Linked DNA regions of Pan troglodytes: region 1 is linked to region 2. A link is a contact called in public HiChIP or PLAC-seq data. All regions are on one chromosome and are shown on one strand. The core of a region is the stretch at or near the end of the contact, and the rest is flanking DNA. Distances in the headings are between cores, read along the strand shown. Region 1 holds the start of CDKAL1 (CDK5 regulatory subunit associated protein 1 like 1). Region 2 holds the start of E2F3 (E2F transcription factor 3).

Region 1 (3,866 bases), core at 1,341-3,840, 130 kb after region 2:
TAAGCCATCGTGCCTGGCCTTTTTTTTTTTTTTTTTTTAATCTTTTTGAGATGGAGTTTCGCTCTTGTTGTCCAGGCTGGAGTGCAATGGTGTAATATCCGCTCACTGCAACCTTCACCTCCTGGGTTCAAGAGATTCTCCTGCCTCAGCCTCCTGAGTAGCTGGGATTACAGGCATGCGCCACCACACCCAGCTAATTTTGTATTTTTGGTAGAGACAGGGTTTCACCATGTTGGTCAGTCTGGTCTTGAACTCTTGGCCTCAGGCGATCCACCCACCTCGGCTTCCCAAAGTGCTAGGATTACAGGCGTGATCCACTGCACCCGGCCTTACTGGTTGTTTTTCAAAAGTTGTACAGATACTATAAATATATTTAACCAATACTCTATTGAGGAGGAGCCGGAGAGGGTTTCCAGTCTTTTGCTATTATAAGCAATGCTTAAAAAAATACTCTGGAACATAGGTCATTGTAAGCAATGCTTCAAAAAATACTCTGGAACATAGGTCATTATGTATATTTCTGTAAGATAAATTCCTAGAGGTAGGGTTACTGACTTCAAAGGATTTAGACTAAAGGTGCTTAAAGAGAGAGGTTTCACCTGTTAGTTATTGTAGCCAAAACTTGAAAACATCCTTTCTTCCTCTTTTTTCGTACCTATCAATCACCAAGTCTTGCTGCTGTTACCTCCTCAATTTGTTTAAATCTGTCCTTCCTTCCCATTCCTCCCAGCCAACAACTCAATTTAGGCTTTTACTATTTCTTCATGTCTGAAATATCGTCCTCAAACCCATTGTCCTGAGAGAATAATCTGCTCGAACACATTCATGTTGCCTACTACATACATCCAGGATTAAGTCTAATGCCTTTGAATACACAAGGTTCACCTTGATCTAGTCCCTGTGCCTCCCTTTCTCTGGCAGACTTCTCCCATCACCAGCTTCACTCTCTCTGCTTTTACACTGTGGAATAATTCATCATTTCAGGCCTCCTTGCTTTTGCTCTGGCTGACTCTTCAGCTTGGAATGCCTTCATCTATTTCCCTTACTTCACCTTTGTGTTCCTGTGCATTCATCTTTCATAGTGATTGCTATTCTCTACTGAAATGAATTTTCTCAAAAGAGCCTGCAATTGCAATAGGCAGTACTTTTTTTCTTTCTTTTTAGCTCTAGCATCTATCACAGTGCTTGTGGTCATGGGGTACATACTCAGTAAAATTTCCTTTACTGAACTCAACTAGATCTTGGGGGAAAAGGGGTGGAGTCATTCATTCATTCATTCATTCAACATATGTTTATTGAGAAGCTATAAACATAGGCACAAGGTTATGTGCTAGGTAGTGCGATTACAACCAAGAAGATAACCCAGGGCCTACTTTTGGTCTAGTGAAAGAAATGGAATTAGATGGGTATGGTGGTGTGCACCTGTAGTCCCAGCTACTTGGGAGGCTAAGGCATGAGAATCTCTTGAGGCTAGGAGGGAGAGGTTGCAGTGAGCTGTGATGGTAACACTGTAATCCAGCCTGGGTGACAGAAGAAGACCCTATCTAAAAAAAAAAAAAAAAAAAAAAAAGTAGGGCAACATAAATACACAATTTTAATTTAGGTGGGTAAAGACAACAGTGGACCCCAGGGCACAGTTTAGATTATTTTATGGATATGGATAAACAGAGAAAAGGGTGTTTTTTTTTTTTTTTTTAATCTATTTTAGAGACTGGGTCTCACTGTGTTGCCCAGGCTGTTTTCAAACTTCTGAGCTCAAGTGATCCTCCCACATCAGCCTCTTGAGTAGATGGATGGCATTTTAATTAGATGAAATTGTACTAGGAAAGGCATTTGCAAAACAAAGTAATTGCCCCAAATCACTATGAAACCCTAAGTCAGGCATAAAACTCACGATTTCTGACCCTTCTTCATGGCCTATTGCCTCCTATTACCTTTACTTTTTCAAGTAAAGATATTCTTCTGGTAAACACATGGTCAAATACAGTGTCTTGGGTAACGAATAGTAAAGTGAGATAACATATGTAGAGAAAGCGGGTGAGAATCCGTACTCCATAAAAGTATTTTCTTTCCATAGGTGTCTGCTAAACTGCCATCTAAGTTTTCCAAAACAAAAAACAAAAACACTTGTGTGGTGCTCAATGATGTATATTAAGTGAAACCTACCAACTGACCTTTATCCTTTCCTTCCTGTTTTTTAAATATTAAAGAAGAGACCTCTTTTCACAAATGATTGAGGAGGCTAGTAAAACAGTGAAAAGAGCAAGTTCTTTGGGAGTCAGACAGTATCGGATCCAGCCCAGAGCGCAGCACGACTAGTAGAGTAACTTAGATTAAGTCCTTAAACTTCCAGTGTCCTCTTTTGTAAACTAGGAATAATAATAATAATAAATAAATAGTGAAATAATATTTATGCAAAGTACTTAGCACAGTGTCTAACACATAAAAGCTTAGGAGAAGTTGGCTATTAAGCATTTCTAGGAACCCGAGGACTCAGGGTTGTTATTTTAGTTCTTGGAATCAAAGGAACTTGAAGCGTAGTCATTCCTAAACTAAGTTAAACCAGAACTAGCGCTTTCAGCAATGATGTAATTTGATCTCTTCGGGCCACCGTCGCTGAGCATGCGTAAATAAACGTGGCGGGACGTATGTGTCATGGCGCTCTCCATCTAAAGTCTGTGCAGCTTCCGGAGAGTGGCGGGTTGATTTTCTCACTTTGGACTGGTTTTTACTTCCAGACTTCTGGGTAAGGGTGGCCGATGGGTCCATGTGGGGCAGAGTGTGGCCACAGCTCCTTTTATGGCCAAGCCTTGTTTCTCCAGTTTCAGTTTTTCTTGGGCTGTTTGCAAATTTGTTTCGCAGTTAAAAGGGGATTTGCCAGCTGGGATGGGGGAATTGGGAGGCAGATGGGGCTTCCAGGAGCGAGGATAGGGTCGTTGGCCTCAGGTGCCGCTCTCCAGTTAGGAGTATTTTAGGCACCTCGTTCCTTATTGTCAGGTTTAACTTCATTTGTTCTCCCACTTTATACCTTAGTGAATTTGTAGATGTGACAAGGCTTTCGCAGTTACATAGCTTTCCCAGATCAGTATGTTAAGAATTTAAGCAGAAGTTATTGAGAAAAGCAGGTGTCTTGCTTTTTCACTTTTCGTTCTTATTTGCTCATAAAACCTTTTTCTGAATCTCGGGACGACAGTTATCTTTCGGATGGAACGTGATCTGGATGTCTACCTACCTTATTGACTTAATCCTGTTTTGTAGTGGTTGGTTACTCGCACTATGCAGACGTGTTGCGGTGCTGAATACAACATTTATTACTAAAGCCAGACACTGGATCACAGTCACGGCAGATGTCAGCAAACCTGTTGTAATCAGTAAGAAGTTACAAGTAGTATGGAGCATCATTAATCCTGCTGTATAAAGCAGTCTTTTATGGAGTCTGATTCCTTTTAAGTAAAGAATCCTTACAGTGGTTTTGTGAACTTTTTGGGTGCTTGCTTTTCCTAATCAATTTTTATTTTCCAGACTCATCTTTCAAGAGGACTTTAGACTAATTGCAGATAATTAAGGTACTGATTTATTTTAAACCTTTTATGTTTGAGTGCTGTGCGTATTTTTGCATGTTAGAAAATGCAGAGAGGTAGCCTAATGTTTTAGCTATTTGCCACTATCGTGTTATGGAAACATTGTGCTTTACATAGCATTAAATCGAAGAGATATTTTCATTTATTTTACTTAACCTTTCATTTTCATTCACCAGCATTGACCATGTCCACTTTTTTGAGATGCCCTTTTCATTTGCCTTCCATGGCCCATGGATTTTTTTCCTTGTCTGGTGGCTGCTTCTTGGAATCCATTATAAGCTGATT
Region 2 (4,068 bases), core at 1,229-3,728:
TTCTTTCTGCTAAAACATGCTACCTCTTCCACAAATTAATAGCCTACCTTGGATTTTAGCATCTTATCTTCCACTATCTTCTCTCTTTGAACTCTTCTCTCCACCTACTCATCCTAGAGTTCACTAGACATAAAATGTCAAAACATGTTTCTCTACCAAATACCCTATATTAAAAAAAACTTGGGTAAGGTAGAATGATAAATATCTGAAAGCTTTCTAAAGCAGAATTGCAGGTGTGGGTCTAGAGTGTGAACACTTGCTTTCTTGTGGTTGTGTCGTATTTATCTTATTGCAATCACTTGTGGGGAGCTCAAGCCGGGATTCTACGCACAGCCCCAGTCCCAGGCTGGTCTCTAATCATAAGGTGCAGGTCTATAATTACTGTGTATGTTGCACCACTCCTCCCTCACAACCCCCACTACTGCCACCAAATGCAAGCTGCCAGTGATGCTCTGCAGATGGTAATATCCAAGTAGTGACAGTACTAGTTTCCTCCACAGGTATATCCATAGAGGAAAGCAACATTGATGGAACAAGAGCAGGGAAGCTGCTGGTATATTACACTTCTAGCTCATGCCCTTTGAGTACCACTTAATCTGCCCTAAAGATAGTGTCACTTCTGGCCGGGCGCGGTGGCTCATGCCTGTAATCCCAGCACTTTGGGAGGCCAAGGGAGGCGGATCTCCTAGGGTCAGGAGTTCAAGACCAGCCTGGCCAACATGATGAAACCCTGTCTCTACTAAAAATACAAAAATTAGCTGGGCGTGGTGGCACGTACCTGTAGTCCCAGCTACTCAGGAAGCTGAGGCAGAAGAATCGCTTGAACCCAGGAGGCAGAGGTTGCAGTGAGCTGAGATCGTGCCATGGCACTCCAGCCTGGGCAACAACAGCGAGACTCTGTCTCAAAAAATAAAGATAGCGTCACTTCTACCAGTGTCGACAAATGTTTAGGGCTATGGATCCTCAACTAGCCTGAATGCAAGACTAAAATATTCCTGAGCCTGGTGCAAGGTTTAATGGAACTTTTAACTCATCTGTTTCAGAAAAGGTAACAAGGCTAAAATATTAAGGAGTCCTAGCCTGATCTGACACATCTTGTCAGGTGTTTCATAGCACTCTGAGTAAGAGTTTTGGGAAATTAATAATAGTAATAAAAATCTTGTGAAAGGGCTCAAGGTGTTGCAATCCTCATCACCTATGAGCACCAATTCTGCAGCTGTTTTGCACATAACTATAAATTATGATCTAGTGTCTACATACATAACTTCCCCCACATTCCTGCAGGGGTCTCTTTTCCTGCTCAATCTCAGGAGCAAGCTTTAATTTTAAGACCCATGAATACTTGAACAAATTCAGGAGTCAGTTTGACACATCATTTTATATTTTTCTGATGACAATTTCTAGTTTACTTTTTTAAAAAAGACACTATTTTAAAAATACTTTGGGATAGGTTTGAGTCGTTGTGTTTGCTTCCAGTCAGAGAACTTCCTACAAAACTGAAGATATAAAGTGCTGATGCCCGGGCGTGCCTGCGTTCGTTGGGGGCACGACGTCATCGTGGGAAGCGTGTACTTTTTCGGATTACTGCTTGGCGGATTAGAAACCCGCAGATCAGTTCTAGGTTAGCCCTGATTAACTGCCCTGGGTGTTTCTGGGCCAGAGGGAATGTCTGCTGGATTCAAACCAATATTCGTTGTAAGACAAAAGAGTTAATTTGTACTTTACCCCTATCCAGGCTAATAATGAAGGTACCGGGAATGATCTGGAATGTTAACTGGTGCCCGCAATCGCGTCTGCTGAACCTTCTGCCCCCACGATTCTGTCTGCCCACATGCTTCTGTCTATCAGCCCCGGCCTCGGGATCAGCTCTCGCCGCGTCATTGGTTGGATTTCAGGAAGGGAGAAGCCCACGATTTAAAGGGCTCCTTTTGCACCTGCCAGACATCGTCCGCATGGTCCAACTTGCCTTTGGCACGTATCTGGAAGAATCTCCTGCGCTGTTCGTTTATTGCACTGACTGGTCAAAGGAAAGAGTGTTCCCTTAGTCACCTTGACAATTTCCAAAAGCGAAACTTGCGCTCTAGACTAGATCTACACTGAGTCTGCGGGGCGCGGAGTCCCTGCCCAGGTCAGTAGCGCCGGCCCGGCGGGCGGGCGGGGACAGGGGCGGAGCCTAGGCCAGGCGTGGTCTTCCGTGGGAGGGAAGGAAAGTCTTTGCCCCACCCCCTAAAAACTGCTCTTCTGCCAGCCAATCAAGGAAGCCTATGCAAATAGGGGCCCTGTCGCCCCGGTAACCATGATGCACGGCAGCCAATGGAAACCAGTAAGTCGCGGCCCTGCTCCATGATTGGGACTGAAGTAAGGAGGTAGCGGCCCAATGGGCTGTGGGAACGGTCCTCGGCGGGTTGAGGGGCGGGGATATGCAAATATGGTTTGAAAAGCCGGCGGGAAATCCGAGTTTCGCGGGAGGACCTTGGCGCGTAAACCGTATCCCTTCATTCATTGTCAGCAGCAGCTTCCTGGAGCCATTTTTCAGCTGCCGGCCGCAGCACCCGGGCTGCCGCCGCCGCCTCGCAATCCGTTGCATCGGCCGCCCCCGACGCCTCCATCCCCGCTTGGGGCCCGATATCCGTGCGGCCGGGACCCTCCTCTCTCCAGAGCCCCGATTATTTTTGGCCCCCGGGGCCTGTGCGGTGCGGAAAAATAAAAAGAAAAGAGAGAGAGGGGGCTCGGAAGCGCCGGGCGGGGAGGAGAGAAGGAGGAGAGACTTGGAAACTCCGACTGCAAATAATAAAGAAATTGAAAACAATACATTAATATACCATAACACTAAAAAGAGCAGGAGCGAGAGATGAGAAAGGGGATCCAGCCCGCTCTGGAGCAGTACCTGGTGACCGCCGGGGGTGGGGAGGGGGCGGCTGTCGTCGCCGCCGCCGCTGCAGCCTCCATGGACAAAAGGGCACTGCTAGCCAGCCCCGGCTTCGCCGCCGCCGCCGCCGCTGCCGCCGCCCCGGGCGCGTACATCCAGATCCTCACCACGAACACTTCCACCACCTCCTGTTCCTCCTCCCTCCAAAGCGGCGCCGTAGCCGCCGGCCCCCTCCTCCCCAGTGCCCCCGGCGCGGAGCAGACCGCCGGCAGCCTCCTCTACACCACGCCGCACGGACCCTCCAGCAGAGCCGGGCTGCTGCAGCAGCCACCAGCGCTGGGACGCGGCGGCAGCGGCGGCGGCGGCGGCCCTCCGGTAATACCCTCCCTCCCCACCGTCCCCAGCCCCGGCGGGAGGTGGGCTCGCACCGCGCGGGGTCGTGGGCGCGCTGCGGGCCGCTCGGGGAGAGCACTGGGCCGAGCATCGTGGGCCTCGGTGGCTGCCCCTCCAACGAGGGTTCATTGTTAGACCTGAGTGCTCTTCCCGGCGCCAGGAGGGTCGGGGGGCTCGGCCAGGCGCGCGGGGCGGCGGGGATTGCCTTGGCGCGAACCACATCAAACACTCCAAAACTTTTCGCGGCCCCCCCTTCTTTTCCTGCACTTTTCCCTACCCCCACTCTCCCTTCCCCTCCAACTCGAAGCTTCCTCTTTCTCGGGCGTAGGAAGGGGTCACGCCCCGGATGGAGAAGGGGGTGGGGGAGGGAGTAGTGAACTGGGGTGTGGGGGGCTCTGAGGGGTTGAAACCGGGGGACTGTTGGGGTGCTAGCCCCCAGTCGGCCTTGGAGGCTCGTTGGCGGCCGGGGGTCCCTGCGGCGTGCTCGGAGCGCAGGGGATCGGCGGGGCTGCGCTTGACACATTTTAGGATCTGTAACTCCCGGCAACAAAGGGGCTGGGGGAGGTGGAGGGGAGTCGGGCGTGGGGGAGGTGGGGCTGGAAGCCGGGTGCGGACTGGGGCGTGGGCTGTCTGGGGTGAGGGGCTCGCGGGCTGGCGCTCTGGCCTGGGCGCATCCTGGCAGTGGCAGCGGCGGCGCCCGCGTGGCCCGAGCGCCCAGGCCTTCCTCGCCGGGCCCCGGGCCTGCCCTTGACCCGCCTCTCCCCTTGCCCCTTCCTTCCCCGCCCTGTCCCCCTCTCCGCCCCCCG

Evidence for each region. HiChIP or PLAC-seq counts read pairs in DNA pulled down with a chosen protein or histone mark.
Region 1: an H3K4me3 HiChIP or PLAC-seq map of stem cell-derived excitatory neurons shows a contact between it and region 2, with 3 times the contacts expected there. The contact joins the promoter of CDKAL1 here to the promoter of E2F3 in region 2. A contact is called at or near these places in 3 of 7 Hi-C or Micro-C datasets (blood, induced pluripotent stem cells and stem cell-derived neural progenitor cells) and 1 of 1 datasets of contacts at active chromatin or transcription factors (stem cell-derived excitatory neurons).

The regions. Positions count from the first base shown.
Region 1 is chr5:26,477,765-26,481,630 of NHGRI_mPanTro3-v2.0_pri, forward strand. CDKAL1 (CDK5 regulatory subunit associated protein 1 like 1) reads left to right here and starts at 2,591. Exons shown (of 16, transcript XM_016954980.3): 1 at 2,591-2,746; 2 at 3,523-3,566.
Region 2 is chr5:26,345,455-26,349,522 of NHGRI_mPanTro3-v2.0_pri, forward strand. E2F3 (E2F transcription factor 3) reads left to right here and starts at 2,479. Exons shown (of 7, transcript XM_016954978.4): 1 at 2,479-3,244. The coding sequence starts at 2,852.